Regions from separate parts of the Sus scrofa genome. Here region 1 is linked to region 2. The links are chromatin contacts, called in public Hi-C maps. All regions are on one chromosome and are shown on one strand. Each heading gives the region's core, a stretch centred on a gene start, on an enhancer-like site or on the middle of the called end of the contact. The rest is flanking DNA. Distances are from core to core; before and after follow the strand shown.

Evidence for each region. Hi-C and Micro-C count contacts between places; a contact is called where the count stands out from the background.
Region 1: a Hi-C map of liver shows a contact between it and region 2, with 2.1 times the contacts expected there. The contact joins the enhancer-like site here to the promoter of SEPHS1 in region 2. A contact is called at or near these places in 4 of 47 Hi-C or Micro-C datasets (embryonic fibroblasts, epiblast stem cells, heart right ventricle and 1 more) and 1 of 2 datasets of contacts at active chromatin or transcription factors (alveolar macrophages).

What each region holds. Positions count from the first base shown.
Region 1 is chr10:48,398,756-48,401,548 of Sscrofa11.1, reverse strand. No RefSeq gene overlaps it. Among named protein-coding and RNA genes, the nearest start is that of PHYH, 10 kb to the left of the region's middle. Within about 2 kb of position 1,483, at least 1 of the 83 cell types and tissues checked has an H3K27ac peak or open chromatin away from gene starts, as enhancers often do. A contact at or near this core is called in liver, where this site is marked.
Region 2 is chr10:48,358,039-48,360,871 of Sscrofa11.1, reverse strand. SEPHS1 (selenide, water dikinase 1) reads right to left here and starts at 1,493. Exons shown (of 9, transcript XM_021064859.1): 1 at 1,177-1,493.

The sequences.
Region 1 (2,793 bases), core at 234-2,733, 41 kb before region 2:
CAGGTGATTGTGGAGGTCCCAGTAAGGGACCAGATGGAGAGGGAGACCTCTGGAACTTTGGGAGATCACTGTAAATTAATAATTGCTCAAGAGAGCCGTCAGAATGAGGCAGGCTTGCTTGACTAGTGGAGGCACAAGATTTGCCTCAGGTTATTTATTGTGCATGGGATGGGGTGAGACGCACATTCAGGTTCAGACCAAGGGCAGGAGTTTAAAGACCACCCTACCGCTGATTTGAATAAGCACCATGAAGCACCGAGTCCTAGTTTGACCTTATAGGGTCAAATACTCTTTTACTGGATAACAAGGAGAAGTTATTACCCTTTAAGAAAGAAAAGAGATGTCTCCCCACCCCTTCCACCCAGCCGCCCCTCCCCTTGGATCATAAAACTGTAGCCCACATAATCCTCAGGGCAGAACCTCCTTGGCCACCTGCTTGCATCTCTCACAAGCATCCTATCTTTTTTTTTTTTTTTTTTTTTTTTTTTTGTCTTTTGTCTTTTTGTTGTTGTTGTTGTTGTTGTTGCTATTTCCTGGGCCGCTCCCGAGGCATATGGAGGTTCCCAGGCTAGGGGTTGAATCGGAGCTGTAGCCACCGGCCTACGCCAGAGCCACAGCAACGCGGGATCCGAGCCGAGTCTGCAACCTACACCACAGCTCACGGCAACGCCAGATCGTTAACCCACTGAGCAAGGGCAGGGACTGAACCCGCAACCTCATGGTTCCTAGTCGGATTCGTTAACCACTGCGCCACGACGGGAACTCCACAAGCATCCTATCTTAACAAATCTACTTCTTGCCTGTCACTTTGTCACTTGCTGAATTCCTTCTGTGCTGATGCGCAAAGTTCATGAACCTCAGTAAATTCAGGCACCAGGTGAGTGATTCTAATTTAAAAACTGTGGGTTTAAGTCCCAATCCGGTTCAAGTCATAAGTGCTGTCAGTTTCGGTTTGGCTGGTCATTTTTTTAAAAAGTGTAGGAAGTAAATGACTCCATGAAATGTCTAAACCATGGTCTAGTATAATTTTAAATTTCTTGGAATCCCCCTCATCATGGTTTAGAGGTAACAAGCCTGACTAGTATCCATGAGGGTGCAAGTTTGATCCCTGGCCTTGCTGAGTGGATTAAGGATCTGGTGTTGCTGTGAGCTGTGGTGTAGGCAGCTGAAGCTCTGATTCGACTCCTAGCCTGGGAAATTCCATGTGCCTTGGGCATGGCCTGAAAAAGACAAATAAATAAATTTTCTAAAGAAGCTAGTTTTTTGTTGGTTTTGTTTTTTGTTTTTTTAACAATTTGATGGGTTTGGAGATGTGTAATGGGAAACCATCACCTCTCAATTTTCTCCCATACTCTATCTCTTTGAGGCCTGGGGGGGAAGAAGGTGGGGCAGGGAAATAAGGACAGGACAGAAGATCCACCCCCTTAGCAAATTTTTAATATGCAATGAAGCAGTGTCAGCAGGATAAACAGCTCTAGAAATACACAACACAGCAGAGTGCGTGTAGCTGACACTGAAACTTTGTACCCTTGGACTCATCTCTCCACCCCCCACCTCTCCCATTCCCGCTCAGCCCCCAGCAGCCATCCTCCTCCATGCTTCCATGAGTTTGACTCTCTTTATTATTATTATTATTATTATTAGGAGGCGCTGGTGGCATGTCGAAGTTCCCAGACCAGGGATGGAACCTGTGCCCCAGCAGGACCTAAGCTGCTGCAGTGACACCACCAGATCCTTAACCTGCTGCACCATGAGGGAACTCCAAGTTTGACTCTTTTATACTTTTTTGCTTTTTAGGGCCACACCCACAGCATATGGAGGTTCCCAGGCTAGGGGTCAAATTGGAGCTATAGCTGCGGGCCCACACCACAGCCACAGCAACACAGGATCTGAGCCTCGTCTGCAACCTACACCACAGCTCACGGCAACAGCAGATCCTTAACCCACTGAGCAAGGCCAGGGATCGAACCCGCAACTTCACGGTTCCCATTCAGATTTATTTCTGCTGTGCCACAATGGGAACTCCAAGTTGGACTCTTAGATACCACGTACAAGTGGTATCAGGTGGTATTTGTCCTTCTGGGATTAGCTTATTTCACTCAGCAGAATGCCCTCAGGGTTTTGGCATGTTGTTGCAGATGGCAGGATTTTCTTCTTTCTTAAGGTTGAATAACATTCCTTTGTATGTATATACCCCATCTTCCTTATCCATTCATCCATCCTGGACATATAGGTTGTTTCCATATCTTGGCTATTGTAATAATGCTGCAGTGAAATGGGTGTGTAGGTATCTCTTCAAAAATCCAGATTTCAGTTTATTTGCATAAGTACCTCAAATTGGGATTGCTGGATCATAGGGTAGTTATATTTTTAATTTTTTGAGGTACCTTTGTACTGTTTTCCATAGTGTCTGTAAGAACTAGAAATTCTGGAGTTCCCGTTGTGGCTCAGTGGTTAATGAATCCGACTAGGAACCATGAGGTTGTGGGTTCGATCCCTGACCTTGCTCAGTGGGTTAAGGATCTGGGGTTGCCGTGAGCTGTGGTGTAGGTTGCAGACTCAGCTCGGATACCGCGTAGCTGTGGCTCTGTCATAGGCCGGTGGCTACAGCTCCAATTCGACCCCTAACCTGGGAACCTCCATGTGCCACAGGAGCGGCCTAAGAAGTGGCAAAAAGACAAAAACAAAACAAAACAAGAACTAGAAATTCTTTCTGTAAGATCTCTTTTCCATCCAATATCTACAGATAGCTGACTTTGTATCTCGTTTTTTTTCCCTCTCTCATTTCTTATT
Region 2 (2,833 bases), core at 244-2,743:
CAGAAGGCACTCAGGAGTTTTAAAATTCCAAATGGAACGAGAGACTTAAATCACACACATCACCCATCCGAACCCTAAAAAAATAAACTCTACATTTTTTGGAGGGGATGAGAAGAGGGGGTGACTTGGGGAAGTGAGTAATTAATGGTGGGGGGGGTTCTGCATAATAAGCAGACGATCCGGACCCCAAAGTCGCCAGTTTACACCTTTAAAACAATGCCATGAATATTTAAAGACGACAGTTAACCCTTTCCTTCTCGGCCACGTTTAAGTTTTTTCAAACGAGGGCGCTAGGCGGGTCGCAGAGCCGGGGTAAGTGGGGGCGGGAGAGGGGGCAGCCGCGGCCCGGTACCTACCTCCCCCCAGGTCCCTAAGCCCAGGAAATAAGCAATGGGGGGGACGCGGCGAGGTGGACGAAGGGGCCAGGCGCCCTCGGGGAAGCACGCGTCGAGGCGGCTGCCGGAGCGCCGAGTGCAGCACGCGGGGACACCTTAAATCCCCGGCTGCCGCCTTTAAAGGCAACCCGGGCCCGGGCTCTTTGTGCGGCGCAGCCGGGCGGAGGCGGAGCGGGACGGCCGGCGGGGCCATGCCCGCCCGCCCTCTGTCCCGGTGGCTGCGGCGGGAACCGTGCGGCCCAGGCCACGGGGAGGGCGCGAGGCGCGCACAGCCCACCGGCCGCTGCGGGTCCCCTGACTCGCGGCCTGGCCAGGTCGGGGCGTCCGGGGTCAGGCGGCCCCCGCGGGCGGGGGTGGGGGTGGGGGTGGGGAGGGCCCGGAGGCGCCGCGCGCCGCGCCCGGGAGACCGGGCTGGGCTCTCCCGCCGCGCGCGCGGGCCGCCGCCGCCGCAGCACAAAAATGTCGGCGGGCGAAAAAATTAACCCCTGCGTCGCCGCCGCCGCCCTCCCCCTCCACTCCTCCCCCGCCCTCTCCTCCCTCCCTCCTTCCCCGGCCCCGCGCGGCGGCGGCGGCGGCGCGGGCGGTGCTTCTTTTTTAAAGCGGCCCCACCAAGCCCTGGCTCGGCCCCTCTCCAGGCAGCGCTGCAGAGCGCCGGCCGTGCACGGCTCCCGCGGCGCCCGGGCGGCCCGCGGGGGGATCCGCACGGCCGCCCTGGGCCTGCGGACGAATATTCCCCTTTAAGCTTGGTGTCTCGCCCCCCCTCCCTGAACCAGGCGCTTACCGGTTCGCTTTGCGCCCTCCGCCTCCTCCCGCGAACGGGACTCCGCCGCTCCCACAATGCACCGGGCGCGGCCGGGCTCCCTTAAGCGTCGCCTGAATAAAAAGGCCGCTCCAGGCGGCGGAGGGCGGGAGGACCCTGGGCCGCGCCTGGGCGCCGCGGGGGCTCAGCCTGGCTCGGCGGGCCCCTGCCGGGAACCGGGCCGCCGCGCTCCACCGTGCGCTGCGAGCGAGGGGCCTTTAAGGGCCGGCTCCCTCCCTTTAAGAGGCGGTGAGCCGCGGCCTGAGCGGCTCGGTGGCTGCGTGCGGCCCGGGAAGGGGGCGGGGGCGATGTGCAGGCCCGAGCGCGGCAATGATTGGTCTCGGGGGAAGGGTGGGGGGTTGCAAACCCGAGGAGCGGTGGCATCCGTTGCATGATGCAAAAAGGATTGATTTCAAAAGTTGCGAGTTGCATTGGCAGCAGCCTTTGGCGCCCGGGCCACCTCCTTTTCCTTGACCCGCTGGAAAGGCTGGGAATGTTTCCCCAAACCTGGCGGGCTCGACCGCGCTGCGTTCTGCCGGACGCTGTACCTGTTCCCCGCGCGAGTGCTTTCCAACGCCAGACAGTAATCTGGGAAACAACTTGCAAATAGAGTAGGAGCAGAGGGAAGGCTCCCTCTGCTGCGATGAAGGACTTGGAAACTCAGACGGCGCGCTTGGTTAATAACGACTTCCATCGTCTCCCTTCTATTGTTCACCCTGGCTGAGGGAATTAACGTGAGCCTTAGTGAACACGCACACGTCCTGCAAAGTTTCTTGAAGGTTTCATATGCTTGGTAGGAAGTCAGCTTCAGGTTCCTCGGTTACATTGTTTGCCCTCCGCAGGTCCAAGTAAACATGGCAGCCTCATAGTGGATGTGTTTGAAGTCACACTCACAGGAGCGCCTCAGCTTGTGAAATTACTTTTTTCAGATTTTCAACTTTCTAGTGCAATGCTGAATAAAATAAAGCAAGGTGCTTTCCTACGACGTCTTTTAGGGCTTCCCTTAAAACCGAGGCGTGGGGAGGAATGCCGACCAAACTTTTCTGGAGGGTGTTCATCATTTTCCAAATCTGTGTGGGGGCAGAAGTGCTTTAGGTTATGTTGTCAGGTTGGCAGGACACGCAGATGCCCATTTCATTCTGGAAATTTCTGCTTAACAGTTCCCCAGGGTTTTGATCTAGGTGAGGATGCAGTCGTGACCGGGTTGCTGCAGGCTCCTCTTTCTCTGTCCTTTCTGCGTATCCCTATAGTAAGTTAGGAAAAAACAGAATAGCCTGGAGTCTTTAATGTCATGCTTTGGGCTTTTGTAAGAGTGGCAACCCTGTGGTTGACAAACCTAGATTTGTCTCTGAATCGCCTTGTGGAAAGGCATGTATACACAAACCCAGCCAACACCCCAGACCTCCAGAGTGGGGGAAGGAGGCTGCAGGTATCTTAATTCCTCTTATCCCCTCCCTTTTAAAATCAGTTCTGTAGCGTTTTGGTATTGTGTGTTTGTTTATTTTTTGGCAAAAAAAAATCACAACTAGAAAGAAAGATCCGGGGGGGCTGGTGGGAGGTGGCTCAACGGAGGTGTGTAAGGGCCCTTGGTGACGATGCGTGTTTCGGGCAGAGGAGTCTGATGTTTGTGCCGTAGTCA